2 separate regions of the Gossypium hirsutum genome follow, and region 1 is linked to region 2. The links are chromatin contacts, called in public Hi-C maps. All regions are on one chromosome and are shown on one strand. Each heading gives the region's core, a stretch centred on a gene start, on an enhancer-like site or on the middle of the called end of the contact. The rest is flanking DNA. Distances are from core to core; before and after follow the strand shown.

The links. Hi-C and Micro-C count contacts between places; a contact is called where the count stands out from the background.
Region 1: a Hi-C map of leaf shows a contact between it and region 2, with 1.9 times the contacts expected there. The contact joins the promoter of LOC107945452 here to the enhancer-like site in region 2. A contact is called at or near these places in 2 of 34 Hi-C or Micro-C datasets (callus and leaf).

The regions. Positions count from the first base shown.
Region 1 is chrD12:16,054,668-16,058,445 of Gossypium_hirsutum_v2.1, forward strand. LOC107945452 (asparagine synthetase [glutamine-hydrolyzing] 3) reads left to right here and starts at 2,229. Exons shown (of 14, transcript XM_016879469.2): 1 at 2,229-2,588; 2 at 2,675-2,813; 3 at 3,213-3,308; 4 at 3,426-3,567. The coding sequence starts at 2,509.
Region 2 is chrD12:15,820,007-15,823,654 of Gossypium_hirsutum_v2.1, forward strand. LOC107945444 reads left to right here. Exons shown (of 4, transcript XM_016879460.2): 4 at 1-1,514. The coding sequence ends at 1,310. Among protein-coding and RNA genes, the nearest start is that of LOC107945444, 19 kb to the left of the region's middle. Within about 2 kb of position 1,780, at least 6 of the 9 cell types and tissues checked have an H3K27ac peak or open chromatin away from gene starts, as enhancers often do. A contact at or near this core is called in leaf, where this site is marked.

The sequences.
Region 1 (3,778 bases), core at 979-3,478, 240 kb after region 2:
TTGTTGGAAAACTGATTACCAACTTCAAATTCACCCGAATCCAGCCCCGAACTTGTACGATCACGCAACCGGTGTGGTAGATCTGGAAACTCCAACGCATCATCTGCAGACAGATCGACATTATGCATGTAGGCTGGAGGTGAGTATGCTTTGAATCGTGGATTTTCTTCTTCATCTGAACTCCTTTCAGCATCTTCAGGTTCTGTTAGAATAGGCTCCGGTTCAGAAAATAAGCCAACTTCTGCACTATCGGGCCCGGGGTCTCGAGGTGGATCCACATCGGAGTCATCTTCTAAACCACCATCATCTACAACGTACGAGGTCCCCTCACCGGTAGACGTCGTAGGGAGTATATCATCCCTTTTTCTAGGCATTTCATAACGTCCCCTTTTGGATGTAGATTGCCAACCACTAGAACTTGATGCCATTCCCTAGTACATATTTCCAGCATCAAACATCGAGCCACCGACGTACATGTCCCATCCACCGACAGAGTGCCTTACAGGGGATGTGCATTCCACACCGCTACCAAACATGGGCTGTTCCGTGTTTTGTAACTCGCTAACCGAGTGTCGACCAGGGGTCGTGTATACCTCTCGAAAACCAGTCGCAAGTACATCATTTGGTGATGTAAATTGTACATATAACTCAATATAAGGTGTTCCACTAGCAAAATGAGTCTGCACCATTGCCTCCAAGTTACGAGCACCTTTTATGTCAAACGAGTCATATGTCACCGGATCAACAGAAGAACAAAATCGATACGTAATAGACAAAACTTTCATTGGCGTCGTTCCGAAAATTTTACGCTTAATTCTTTTATGAAGTTCTGTCAAATCTATGTTCTGGTTAAAAACCAGTCGCACTGTATTCTCTGATAAAAAACAACACCGTTCTCGGTGTGGCAAACCTCACCATCATAGTAAATAACAATACTAATACGTTCACTCATCTTTAATTTCTAACCTTCTTAGCCTCTCTAAATTGTTTTTACTGTAACTTATGCAATCTGAGAACATTTTTTGCCTCATTTATAGCCTCAGCCCAAACATGCTACTGTAGCAAAAACGCGTCCACGTGGGAGCGATTTCAGAAATTCTTCTGATAAAGCATCCTGCTTGAAGCGTTTTTATACTATTTGCTCAGAAACATCAACTCGAAATTATTTTTTCAGGACCTACTGTAGCAAAAGCGCGTCCACGTGAGAGCGATTTCAGAAATTCTTCTGATAAATCATCCTGTTTCAAGCGTTTTTTATACTATTTGCTGAGAAACGTCAACTCGAAATTATTTTTTCAGGACCTACTGTAGTAAAAGCGTGTCCACGTGGGAGCGATTTAGAAATTCTTCTGATAAAGCATACTGCTTGAAACGTTTTTATACTATTTGCTCAAAAATGTCAACTCAAAATTATTTTTTCAGGACCTACTGTAGTAAAAGCGCGTCCACGTGGGAGCGATTTCCTTAATAAATTTTTAATTTAATTACCCACGCAACCCTAAACCCTAATTTAATTGATTATTTCTTAAAAATCCATAAACACGAAACCTAATCTAATTTTGAAAAAATTATAATTAATTTAATTAAGAAACCCTAAACCTTAATCCCTTATTTATTTAATTTTTTCTCCAAAACCCTAAAAATCTTAAAAATCTTAAACCCTAACCCTAACCTAAAAACCCAAAACCTAACGTGGGGAGAAACGGGCAAAACGCGTCCCCAAGAGAGCGCTTACGTGGCAACAAAACGCGCCTTGAGGGAGCGATTTCCGTCCACGTAAGCAAAGCGTGCCCTCAGGGATGCGATTTTCTGCCACGTCCCTTGACATTGCGCTGATGTGAACGCGCTTTCAGGAAAAAGGACCATTCCGATAAATAATAAAATACCGCGCCTATTTCGATAAATTAAAAAAAAAAAGGCTTTTAATTATTTTTGTCAAAAAGAGAGATTCCATTTTTGAATCTTCCAAGGTGTTGAATTTTTAATTTGACTGACAACGTTATTAGCTTTCTTTTTTAAATTATTATTTGAATGTCTACAACGTTATTAGCAAGAGAAAAGTAGTGAACTTGCTCCAGGTTACGATCCTACACATTACAACTTAAGAGAGACCCACTCATCGAAAATTCGGACGGCGAAGATCTGAAGTGCACCAAACAGAAAATACTCTACGTAGCAGCTGATAATTTGAAAAGTATCTATTAAAAAAAGATCCCAATTTCCCAACCAGCGAGTGACCTCACCACCATCGAGAATCTATTTAAAAAAAAGATGAAATAAAAAAATTCCTCAAAATTCCAAAACCCTAATAAAGAATTTATATCTGTGAACACACTATGGATTTGGTAAATGGCGGAAAGGGGAATCTAAGCAAAAAGCTAGTCAAAATCAACGGCTGTGATTGAAATAGGGTGCATTATCTAAATCACAAAATCCACTCGATTTTACTTCAGGTTCCTCTCTCAGCAGCCTCCACAGGGCCTTCCATTCCAAAACCCAGGCTGCAGCATGTGTGGAATACTTGCAGTCCTTGGCTGCATTGACAACTCTCAAGCTAAACGCTCCCGCATTATTGAACTGTCTCGAAGGTGATTTTGAGAATTTAGATTTTAGCACTTTTTTTTTTATTTTAGATGAAAATGATCGTTGATTTTGATTGAAATGGAGAGCGTAGATTGAGGCATAGAGGTCCTGATTGGAGTGGACTACATTGCCATCAAAATTGTTACCTTTCTCATCAGCGTTTAGCTATTGTAGATCCGACTTCAGGCGATCAGCCCCTTTATAACGAGGATAAGACTGTTGTTGTCACGGTATACTTTCTTTCTTTTTTCGTCGAGACATTGATAATGGTTGTTACAATAATCATGAAAATAAAATAATCTTTTTATTTTAGTTTTATAATATTTTTCTATTTGTTTTTAGCGTGAAATGTTTGTTTTTGGATATAAAAGTGAAAATATTGTTCAATAATTAAATTTAAGATTATATTTACATATTAATTAAAACAAAATGCATGCATTATGTTAAATTGGTTTTGCATTTTCACATAGAAAAGTAAATGTATGATTTCAGTCATTCGTATATTTATTACCTATTATTTTTTACTCTGTAAATAAGGGAAAAAATAAGTAGCAAATTTGACCATCACATGGAATCATTGATAGAATGCGATGTTTAGTTTTACTTTCATGTTTGGTTGATGATTATAGGTTAATGGAGAGATATATAACCATAAGCAATTGAGAGAAAAGCTGAACTCCCATCAGTTTAGAACTGGAAGTGACTGTGAAGTAATTGCTCATCTTGTAAGTTCTTAAGAGGTTGGATATTATTCCATTATTAAAGCATTTTCCTTTGTTGCGCGGTTTTCACATTTCAAAGTCTCATTTTCGTTAATGTACCAATTTGACTTCTTTTTCTAGTATGAAGAATATGGAGAAGATTTTGTGGACATGCTGGATGGAATGTTCTCATTTGTCCTTCTTGACACTCGTGACAAAAGTTTCATTGCAGCTCGAGATGCTATAGGAATTACCCCACTTTATATTGGATGGGGCCTTGACGGTATGCAGTTTTTCCTTCTTTACACTGGTTTTATTCAGATGTATAATGTATAGCTAGAATCTAGTTAGTTATTAGGCTAATTAGGTGTCTGTTTCATGAACCTGGTCTTGGCTCCAGTGGTTGTCCCACTTCCTTAGGGAGTGACAGAAAATTAAACATGGTTCAACTACTTATCCCGAAAATGTTTATCCCCTTAAAAGTTTGCAGAAAA
Region 2 (3,648 bases), core at 530-3,029:
ATAGGCTTGGAAATGCAAATTGGGGAGATCTTGGGACTCTTCAAGTATTGTTAGCTGCTTTCTATTCCATTGTCCAGTGTAATGGACCACCAAGAAAGTCAATATCCTCATTGGCCTCAGCTCATAGCCTTCGTCTTCAGAAGCGTAGAATAGAATGCCGCCTAGCTGAGAATGAAAATGCCAAAATACCTTATCAACAGGATGGCTACCAACATGGAGAGATTGTTGAACTTGATCACAGTGATAATCCCCTGGTAAAAAATACATCACACTTGAAGCTTAGGCAGGGAGAAATATTGCTCTTGGAGGATCAACAACAGGGCCAGAAAAGTTTCCAGATACAGGAGTCCTTCATAGGAGGCAACTATTTTCTCTATGGTGCTATTTCTCTAGATTACCCCACACAGTTGTTAACATTGTATGTTGGTGCCCATCCATCCAGACTCGAGCCCTCTTGGGAGGATATGAGTCTGTGGTATCAAGTACAAAGACAAACAAAGGTACTAAACATATTGAAGCATCAAGGGGTTTCAAGCAAATATTTACCTGAAGTAATTGCCTCTGGCCGAATTTTGCATCCTGGTCCTTGCAAAAAGCAGACTCCTAGTGGGCGATGCGATCATCCTTGGTGCGGAACTCCAATTCTTGTCACGTTACCAGTTGGCGAACCACTTTCATATATAGTTGCTAGGGACGGCCCATTTTCCTCTGATGATGCATTACGCTGCTGCCGGGACTGCCTAGTTGCTCTAAGAAGTGCAGCAACGGCCAGTGTTCAGCATGGTGATATTTCCCCTGAAAATATAATCCGTGTTTTCAACATGCAAGGTACTAGACACAAAGTTCTGTATATCCCAGTTTCTTGGGGGCGTGCAGTTCTGGAAGACAGGGACAGCCCAGCAATAAATTTGCAGTTCTCGTCCTCTCATGCACTTCAGCATGGTAAACTCTGTCCTGCATCTGATGCTGAGAGCCTTGTGTACCTCCTATTCTTTGTGACAGGGGGCAGAATGCATCCACAGGATTCTATTGAATCAGCTTTGCAATGGAGGGAGAAAAGCTGGGCAACACGATCGATTCAGCAGCATCTTGGTGAAGTTTCGCCTTTACTTAAGGCCTTTAGTGATTATGTGGATAGCCTTTGTGGAACACCATACCCTGTTGATTATGATATTTGGGTGAAAAGGCTTAACAGAGCCGTGGACGGATCTGGGTCAGCTGATAGAGGTAAAATGATCGAAGAAGTTGCCATGACATTGAGACTGAAAAATGTGGCCGAGTCTTCAGGGACCTCTGGAGGTGGTACTTAATTTCCATTTCATGCTGGAGGACCGGAGTTCTAAGGAAACGTTTTGTTTTGTTTTTCCTCTTTTGTAACTATCCTTGGTTGAGATTCAATTTATTTTATTTTATTTTTTAAATGGCCTGGCAAAAGCTATATATTGTCAATATTATTCCTGTTGTTAAAACTCAGACACGTGAGAGCGAATTAATTCATTACTTTTAAGAGGCAAGGATTAATTCATCACAACCAACTGTATTTTAAGTAGTGAGCACAAACAATCCCGTATGCCCTGTTGTTAGGGGCCTAGGTTCGCCCCCATCATCATTGCGTAATAATGACCCGTAAAAGTACTGATAAGTTATCTAATGGAGGCTAAGATAATGTTAGTTTTTGTAAGAAAAAATTAGACTTATGATGGGTTTTCTAGGTGCTGTGGGTACAGACTGCATGGGGAAAAGTGGAGGTACCATGTAATGTGGAAATCCCCTTTATCTTGTAATAATGATTTTTCTATGTTGATACTAATATTTCCCTTTTTTGTGTGGATGAGCTTAGACGGTGTTTTAGGTCATCATGCGTCTATAGCCGTCCTATGGTAAGCGAGAGACAAAAGGTATGAGACAAATTGGTTGAATTTGCAAAGTAAGTTCAAAACATAATTGGATGATTACTGATCGAGTAAAATTCATAATGATATGTAATTAAGAAGAGTTGGTCAAGATATTATGCTAGAATGATTTCGTGAGTAAATAAATTTATTATTAATAGAAAAAAGGTTGGAACCTAATTATAAAATATATGATCCTTAATTATTCATGTCTAATCAGTCCCTCTAATAGTTCATTGAAATCAGAAACTAATTGTATAAAGAACAAAAGAAATGAAAATGGATGGAAATGATAAAGTTAGATAAATGGGTTACATTCGGAAAGGAATGTGTTTTTTCACTAAGCATACAAATGACTTTGAGAATTAATTTAAGTTTTTCAAATTATTATTTAATTAAATAATTAAAATTTAAAAATAGAATTAAATTAATTGGTCATTATGAATCCGTTGAATATGAAAAATTAAATATATTTTTATCACATATTCTTTTATGGTAAAATTGTCATTACTTTAACGAAATTAGAATTGGGTTGAGAAAATTATTTAATTGAAAAATTAATTAATTTAAATCAATTTAATAAATAATAATTATTTAAGAAAATAAAAACAGATATTGATTTGGATTAAATTATAAATTGTTGGGTTAAAAGTCCAGAAAGCATATATAATTTGACTCAATATAAGTGAGACCCCAAACTCTTCTCCTAGTTAAACTAGGAAACTAGTTTCCTATCAAATAAGTTTTATTTGTGTTCTACCAATTCAACCAGACTTCTTCTATCTCTCCTTATAAAAAGATCACACTAGTAGAGATAAAAAGACAACTTTGAGATATTGTTATTCTGCCCGAAAATAGTGATAATTTATTTTCTAAGTATAAATTCAATTTTCTGGGAATAACAGTTCTACTGGTTTCTATTGAGAGAGAATTATTTTTCTATTGAAAGTAAGAAATTGTTTCTAGTTCTGTGTTTGATTTGTGATTGTTCGAGCCCACACCCGAAGTGATTTGTGGTATGAGAATGGTGGAGAAGGTCATTCGGTTGAAAGTTAAAAATGTCTAGGATCCATCTCGCACAAAGCATGGGTATTTTTCGGGAAAACTTTATTGCTATAAATATCATAAACTGACTCATGTTTCAAAATTGTAATTTTTCGCTGTGGCAAAAAACTGTTTTCAAACTAGTTTTTTTTTTTAACAACTACATCAGATTGTAGGAGCCACTTACTTGAAACATTTCCTAACTAAATAACATATATTTATCATAATTTGGAAACAATCACAACTCATAATTATAAGCATATGTAATAGATGTTCAAGGACCCAACTAACATGTCTCAAGGTTATTCGAGGTCCAATTCAAAATCAAGACTCAAATCCAAACTCAGCTATCAAAGTACAACTGGATGTCTCGAGACATGCTTCCCCTATTTTGGACCCTTACATTCGATGTTCTGTCTCAAGACCATGAAGTTCATGTCTCAATACTAAGCTAACCCTGTATCAGGACATGTTCACCATGTCTTAAGACCATTACCCAAAAAATGCACAAAATTGTCATTTTTGTTATTGATGTCTCGAGACACTAGTGTTATTTCACCTACAATGTGCATTAAAACATTTTTAAATATACTCCAATACAAATCAAACTTAGGCCAACATGGAACCATATCATCAAGCATAAATTAGGTTCACGTATTAATTGGATTATGACCAAACGTGAAGCGATTATTAGTACGTGTGAATGCCTAAG